2 separate regions of the Zea mays genome follow, and region 2 is linked to region 1. The links are chromatin contacts, called in public Hi-C maps. All regions are on one chromosome and are shown on one strand. The core of a region is the stretch at or near the end of the contact, and the rest is flanking DNA. Distances in the headings are between cores, read along the strand shown.

Region 1 (4,255 bases), core at 597-3,096:
TGTTCTATTAGGAGCAACATATTACAAGAACATGAAAATGGATCCTTTAGATTAAATATTCAGTGATTTTTTAGCAAAGATCTTATGAAAAGAATGAACTTCTGGCTTATTGTTGCCTACTATTTGCTCATGCTCCAGCCTCCAGCTAATTTCAGTGCCCGCCACAGAAGATGAAGCATGGGCTATTCAAGCTCAAGAGTCAAGGTGGAAGAGATTTTGACATATCCGTAGAAATGAAGTTCTACTAATTTCACTTACATACATAGGCATATGACTGGTGCTTGTTTTCTACTTGAACTTAGGTAGCAGTCGTGGTTCGTTCTCGATAATACTACTTGCTTTTTTTACACAATTGGCGTTAATGACACAGGTTGTATGGTCCTTGATGAACAAACAATATCTGGGGTCATAGATTGTCTGCATGCATGCTAGATGAGAAAAAAAATAGTTGGCCTAAAACAACGTGTTTCTGTACTGGTTGATCTGTTTTTGCAGGGTAGCTAAGAAGTTTCGCAACTAATCATTTGCCTTTTGGACAACCGTGTTGAAACAAGGATCGGTCCCGCATCTATACATGTCATTAGCCACACAACTCAGGAAAACCTTAGTCCCCCATTTGGTTCTCCTAAACATACATATTTTTTCTTAGAAATATCTTAGAATTATATTTTTGGGTGTATCAGCATGAGCATGAGCATGAGGTGTAAAATCATTGCAGATCCGTAAAAAGCTAGAATGATGCTTGGATCGAACTTATCCTTGATCATGATTTGTGGTGCTAAGGGAACAGTGATAGATTGATTTGAGGTTTGCAGGTGTAATCATGTGTATAATAACCTTTTTTATTTTTCCTCTGTCCGTGTGGTGTAGTACCTGAAAAGCAAAATGATGCCTGCATTTGTTGTGCTTATTGCTGTTAAATATTTTTCTAATTCTAACAGGTCAGTGCCTTGCTTCCTAGCTGTAGCTAGAATGCATGGCCTTATACTTTTATCTGCTTTGCTTGGCCTCTACATCAGACAGAGCCTTGAGGGCATTCATTCATGTGGCCAAGTATTGGTTTGTAATCTCCCTTGCTGGTGAATTCCTAGAGACAATTTGGGGATTTGTTGTGATGAGAAGGTTTTATTGGGCTTTTGGGCCCGGGGAGTCACGTGTTGTGATCTCATCACTCCTCAAGTGCCATCTTGGCGTTCTGCACTTGAATGGTGATGGTTCGTGAGATGTGATTAGGAGTGGTAATGGATTATGTCTTTTCACAATTTGTTTGAATCCTTTAATTAATTTTAGTTCAAAAGTGAATAAAAATAAAACATGATTCTGATCCGATCTGATCCTTAATTTTATAGTGTAAAATTTATAGATCGTTACCACCCTATATGTGATTGAGAATTTAAGATTAATGGATTTGACTTCTGACCAGTTGTTGTCTGCTAATGTCCCGTTTACTGGAATCCTAAGAGAGGACTGAAGAACAAACCTAACAACATGGTACATACAATATTTGTAGCCTAGACGTCGCTCTCCATGCTCCTCACCTCGTGGCAACACACGGACACATACCTATTTATATATAAGTTATCATGGTATTATATGTCTCCATTGCAATGCACGGGCACCCACCTAGTTTACATTATAAGAGTAAAGATATGACGAAAACTCGATCATTTCCACTGTATTTTTTACACAAAATTTTCAAATAGCGGATTAGTGATGAATTTTCTTAAATAAGTATTAGCGTGCTAGATCGGGTTATTTAACAATCAAATCTCTACAGACACCTCTAGCGGATTAGTGACGTCAGCGCGCGCATCGCACACGCGTCTCCTCCCTCTGCTCCCAGTCTCCAATCTCCTCCCTTCCCCACTGCGGCGGAAGTCCACCAAAGCGAAACCAAGAGCGGCCCGACCAGATCCACCTTCTTCCTCCCCCCTTCATGCAACCAAACCCTAGGGACTAGGGCTAATTCCCCTCCTCCTCCTACTCCATGGCCTCGGATTTCGACGAGACCGACGAAGCCTTCTTCGACAAGCTAGTCAACTCCGACGACGACGACGATCCCCCGGCCGCCGCCGCCGTGGGGGGGCTCGCTGCGCTATCGCTGACCGATCAACCCGACGCGCCGCCGCCTCGCGAGTCCGAGCCTCGTGACCAGCCTGCTGCTGCTGCTGCGGCGGCAGCGGCACCGACGGAGGATGCGGAGCGTGAGCCCTCGCCGGAGGTGTATCCTGCGGCCGTGCTGCTGCATCCGCCCCCCGACCTCGCTGCCACCGTCGGGGCAGATCCGGCCGGGGACCTCCTGCCGGAAGACGGAGAACCCTTCTCCGGGGCCGCGGCTGTGCCAGAGGATCATCAGGGCCTGGAGCCGTCGCTGTCGTCGTCTCTCTCAGCAGGCACCGGCGATGGCAGCGCGCCGGATCGCACCGTCTCTGGCCACACGGAGAGCAATGCCAGTTCCCAGTTGGATTCCAGCACAGCTGCGGAGGGGTCTGGGCATCAGAGCGCCAAATCGCAGCTGGAGTACACGGATCCCAGGTATCTAGAGAGCCTCTACCCTGGCTGGAAGTACGATGACGCTACGCAGCAGTGGTATCAGGTAGATACTCTCAGCGCGCAGAGCTATGCTGCTCAGAATACTGGTGCTGCTGTGGCAGACCATAGGAGTGATGGTGACCTTCAGCAGAAGTTTGGTGGTTCTTACCTGCAAAACACTTCACACGCAGGGACTGGGCTTGAACACAGGCAGACGGCTTCTCAGCCTGAGACTGAGGCTGGCAATCAGCCTGCAGTGGCACCACAGAAAGAGGGGGAGGCACAGTGTGAACCCAAGCCGATGCATACAGAGGTGGGATATGGGGAGAGCAATGCCACTTCCCAGTTCGATTCCAGAGCTACTGCTGAGGGATACGGGGATCGGAGCGCTGATGCGCAGGTGGAGTACACTGATCCCAGATATCTAGAGAGCCTCTACCCTGGCTGGAAGTACGACGAGGCCACACATCAGTGGTATCAGGTAGATACCCTCAACACACAGACTTATGCTGCTCGTGATACTGGTGGTGCTGTGGCAGACCTTGCGAGTGGCGGTAGTGTTCAGCAGCACCAACAGTTTAGTGGTTCGTACATACAAAACACTTCACATCCAGAGCCTGCTCTTGAGCTTACAGAGCCGACTTCTGAGTCAAAGCCTCAGCTTGAGCCTGCGGCGGCCCCTCCTCAGACCGATGCTTATCCTGCGGTGGCATCACATAAAGAGGAGCAGAAAGAGCATGGATCTGTACCGGTGCATACTAAGCCTGAAGCTCAGGAGATTCCTGCCAATGCTGGTGATACTGCCACAGTGACAGAGGGTGGGTCCCCAGGGTCAGAGAAAGGCATCCATACCGCCGTCAAGCAAGTGCAGTGGAACGACTTTGGTGCCAGCACTGGTGGGGCGGATCTATTTGGTGACCTCCTGCCCGATGGAGCTGAAGATGACTTCTTTGAGGGCACCGTCCCTGTCAGCCAAGACGTCTCATCCTTGGTAGGTGCTACAAATGTTAGCGCACCAGATCACAGCTTCTCTGCAGGAGTGTATAACACTGCCATGATTAGTGCTGGACACAGCTTCTCTGACGGAGTTGATAAAAATGCTAACTCTCATTTCGGTCCCAGTGGAAGTAGTGCAGGGTACGGGGATCAAAGCACTAATGCACAGTTGGGCTCCACTGATCCCAAATACCTGGAGAGCCTCTACCCGGGGTGGAAGTATGATGAGGCGACACAGCAGTGGTATCAGGTAGATACCCACAGTGCACAGAGTTACGTTGCTGATAATACTGGTGCTGTTGTAGCCGTTGGGAGTGACAATACACAGCAACATCAGCAGCAGTTTAGTGCATCGTACTTGCAAAACAATTTACATGCAGCACTTGAAACCATTGCGGAAGAGAGCAGCACCAATGCCATGAGCTGGGTCCAGGGTGGGACCAACACAGGACCCCCAGAATACCCACCGAACATGCTGTTCTACGCAGAATACCCAGGATGGTACTTTGACACCAACACTCAACAATGGCAAACACTTGAGTCATACCAGCAAAGTGTTGCACATGTTGCAACTACTGCAGCAGCCTCAGATGGGTTCGCAGGGACATGCCATAATGTAGCTCATTACACTGAGGATTCTTATGCAAGTAGCTATAACCAGCAGAGCCAGTGGCAACCGGATTCGTTCGGTAATACCATGCAGGCTGATGTTTTGGGGGGCAAGAGC
Region 2 (4,255 bases), core at 847-3,346, 340 kb before region 1:
TCTTTACGGCCCTGCCATGGGTACGTCTTTCAGCCGGGTCCATATCTCTGGTTGATCGGCCCTTTAGGATGTTCCATTGCTTCAAAAGCTTGGCCTTCACTAATCCACCCCACAAGTTATTCATTTTGAATGCTTCACTTGTTGATTCGCTGCTCATGGCTTCCTTCCCTTTCCCCTTCGTCTTTGTCTTTCGCGCAGCCGCCTTTGCCCTATCACGCCCCACTGGTCGGGGCACTTCCTCCTCGGTGTCTTCAGTGCCTCCAGAACTATATTCACCAGAGACTCCGAGTCGGGTTCTCTTATTCGCAGTCGAATCAGATCCACTACCAAGACCATGCTTTGCTGACCACTTGGGCTCGTGGCGAACAACTTGCCACCATTTTCCTCAGCTTGGTTTTCAGATCCAACAGATAAAGGTGCAACTGGAGGAGGTGCTCCATACGTAGGTGGAGCATATGGATGAAGTGCTCCATACGGAGGTGGAGCATATGGAGCATAAGGAGGTACTCCATACGGAGGTGGAGCATATGGAGGAGGGGCGTATGGAGGTATCTGGAAAGAAGCTTGACTTCCGTCCGCAGCAGGTGGGGGAGGGGCATACGGACGTACCGGGAATGAGGCTTGAATTCTGGCTTGAGAAGTTGAAGGTTGACTATATGAAGACAACGGATATTGATACAAATGATAGGGATAAGGGTATGGTGGTGGACGTGCAGCCGGAAATAATGCACGGGGGAGTGAGGCTAAAACATCGGAGCGACGATGTAGTGAAGAAGACTCATCTAACAGAAGGGTTGTAGGTGACCCATCGGACTGCAAGAGATCCGTGAAGGTGTTCAAATCTGGGGACCAACCCGACATTGTGTGAAGAAAGAGGAGTTTGGAAGAGAAAAATGAGATGAAATGGTGTGTAGAATGAGCTCCACCTGGGTAGGGGTATATATAGAGGGATTGGGGATGAAATTTGTGATTTTTTGCATTTTTTTCGAATTTTTTGGACTCCAAACGGTCAAAAACGGCTAGTTGCAACGGCTAGCACACGTGGACCAATCGGATCGCGACACATGGACCAATCAGATCGCGCCACGTCGCTCTCGCCCCGCCAGTGCCTCGCCTCCCTCTCGCCCGCATCTCGCCCGGGCGGGCGCTCCAGCGCGGGCGAGAGCGAGGCGATACCGCCCGCTCTCGTCGGGCGCGAGCGCCATCGCCCGGCGCCGGCCTCTCGCCCACCTCTCGCCCGCGCGCGAGCGGCAGCGGCCTCTTCTCGCCCGCGCTGCAGCCCGCACTGCCACCAGCCTTAATACACATCTTCCTATTACAGGTGGGCTTAATTGGTGACCCACTGTGGGCCGAACACAGCCGGGTTTGCCTTGCGCACCCTTCCGCTCCTGCGTAGCCTATCAACTTGCACATCATCGTGCTCCTGTCTTGCTTCTGATTCAGCAAGGTAGTGTTTGGTTGAAGAGCCAAGTAGAACGGAGCCGTTCTGTCCTAGTTTTGTTGCTGTTTGGCTACAAAGTAACTAGAACGGAATGACTCCAATTAGGGAATATTCTCCTCAGATCCGGAACCATTCCGCTCCAAAAAAATCAACCGGACGGAGCCGCTCCGTTCTCATCCCGCTCTCACAGTCACGCTCTGTTCCGTTCACTCTGCAACCAAACAAAAAACAGAGCCGCTCCGTTCCAGATTACCAAACACAGAACAGAGCGACTCCGTTCCTAGAATCAGGAATGGAACGGCTCCGTTCTACTTGGCTCCTCAACCAAACACTACCAACTGAAGAAGCAGTGCTGACAGTGTGTGTCTGCGACTCTACTTCCAGGAGCTCGCTGTGTGTGAATGTCGTCGGTCGAGAACACGATGGCGATGAGTGACGCGACGTGAACCTCGAAGGAGTAAGGTACAGCGAGTGAGAGTGAGAGGGCGCCCTTGCCAAAAGTGTGATCTGAAGCCCAGCCGAGTGACCAAGTAGCATTACAGGCCCACCTGACCACTTGACCAGCAAACTGCAAACCAACCCTAAAGCCACCGATCCGACGGCGGGGATCGACCGATCAAACCACAAAACCCTACCCCTGGCCGCCCCTTTTTTATATAAAAGGATCGCCCTCCGCGCGCCGCCGCTCCTTCGCAAACCCTCCTACCCCATTCCGCCGCCCGCCCCGCGACCCCGAGGAGGAGGCAAGATGAAGACGATCCTGGCGTCGGAGACGATGGACATCCCGGAGGGCGTCACAGTGACGGTGGCGGCCAAGCTGGTGACGGTGGAGGGCCCCCGCGGGAAGCTCACCCGGAACTTCAAGCACCTCAACCTCGACTTCCAGCTGCAGGAGGGCGGCCGCAAGCTCAAGGTGGACGCATGGTTCGGCACCCGCCGCACCATGGCCGCCATCCGCACCGCCATCTCCCACGTCCAGAACCTCATCAAGGGGGTCACCAAGGGCTACCGCTACAAGATGAGGTTTGTCTACGCCCATTTCCCCATCAACGCGTCCATCACCAACTCCAACACCGCCATCGAGATAAGGAACTTCCTCGGCGAGAAGAAGGTACACCCTACACACATATCTCTGTTTCGTGCGTGCGTCGAAGCAGATCAGATCTGGGAGGTTGCGATGTGTTCTGACCTGTGTCTGTCTGACTGCTTGGTGGTGATCCCGGGGTCGATCAGGTCAGAAAGGTGGACATGCTTGACGGCGTGACCATCCTCCGCTCCGAGAAGGTCAAGGACGAGCTTATTCTCGATGGCAACGACGTCGAGTTAGTCTCTCGCTCCGCCGCCCTCATCAACCAGGTGAATCCCGGCTTGCTTCGCTCATCATCTCTTACTATTACACATGAACCATTACATATGAGGTTGCTGCTGCTATATGCAGTGTCTGGTGTGCTTTGATGTGGTAGATCGTGAACCTTGCATTTATAATTGCTCTGCTATGAAGCAAGTGCCGCTGTTTAGTTAGTTAAACCTTAGCATTCCAAATAGTTAAACCTTAGCATTCCGATTGGAATGCCGACTTGCCGAGGTTTAATCATATTGGCTGCCCTTAAATGTTAATGAGCCAGGTGGTTTTGGCTTCAAATATGTAGGCATATCACATTTTTAAGGTGACATGGCATTATCTAGTGCGCCAAGATCAAATACAAACAAGAACTCAAGCACCGTCTTATATGTAAAGATATATGTCCATCGTCCATCCATTTGTTAAGCAATTTTTGTCTATGGTTAGTGTGCTCTCAACAAGTCAGTAGGCATTTTATAGGCTCGCTGTGGGTTGTATTTGGTAATACTGACCACCTCTTGCTCATGCCATGATATTTTACACATGGCATGTCTTGGTTCTTGTTTGTGTTTTGATCTTTGATTTGATCTCAAGTACATCATTTGTTTTTACTAGCTTTGTCTTTCAGATTTTGCTGTTATATAATTCACGTTACTATAGCGGATTGATGTGCTACTGAACATTTTCTCTCCATTTCTCTACAGAAATGCCATGTCAAGAAGAAGGATATCAGGAAGTTTTTGGATGGTATCTATGTGAGCGACAAGGGTGTGATCGAAGAGGAGCAGTGAGGGACAATTAGTTGTTATCGTTTGAGTTGGAATTATTGTTTGGTTTGCAATTTTCTCAAGGTGAACTTTGTAATCGGTTAGGATGTGTTGTGGACCATTATCTTATCCTACAATATTATCGTATCTGTTTAAGAATATGAAGCTTGTTTATCATTTCCTAAAAGGATCTGGTCGACGAGGTTACTAAAACAGGTGAAGGTTAAAGGTTTAAACGTAGCTTTAAACAATATAGTAAAATATTAATATATTATAGTTTCAGACAATAATATGAAGCTAAATACCAAACAATCAACATTGTTCACATAATAATATTCTGCAAAATGATATCTCTACAACTGGTCAACTGCACAAGTTCAACTAATAGTAAGTTGACAAACGCAAACAAAATAGAATGAAATCTATAAACATAACAAAAAAAGCAAATAGAGTGGAATGCAATGTTCACAAAATCAAGCACACAAGCGTTATCTAGTCTCCCTTTATTATATGTTAATAACCATCATCTAAATCATCTATAACTAACTTCATCCTTGTCTAATTTGTTGCTTATCACCATATCCACCGCTGTTGTTTCTGGCTTCATCATCCATATCAAGGTCATCAAGCAAAAAAAAAAAAAAAATAACATCGTCTTCGTTCTCTTCACCCACATCAAATCAATCATCATCATCCTTAAATAGT

The links. A called contact is a pair of places that touch in the nucleus more often than the background predicts.
Region 2: a contact with region 1 is called in a Hi-C map of endosperm, with 3 times the contacts expected there. The contact joins the promoter of LOC100284304 here to the promoter of LOC100383190 in region 1. A contact is called at or near these places in 6 of 25 Hi-C or Micro-C datasets (bundle sheath, ear, endosperm and 2 more).

The regions. Positions count from the first base shown.
Region 1 is chr6:65,186,413-65,190,667 of Zm-B73-REFERENCE-NAM-5.0, reverse strand. LOC100383190 reads left to right here and starts at 1,846. Exons shown (of 13, transcript NM_001361953.1): 1 at 1,846-4,255. The coding sequence starts at 1,988.
Region 2 is chr6:65,527,103-65,531,357 of Zm-B73-REFERENCE-NAM-5.0, reverse strand. LOC100284304 (60S ribosomal protein L9-like) reads left to right here and starts at 2,096. Exons shown (of 3, transcript NM_001374378.1): 1 at 2,096-2,552; 2 at 2,675-2,797; 3 at 3,488-3,724. The coding sequence starts at 2,190. The coding sequence ends at 3,574.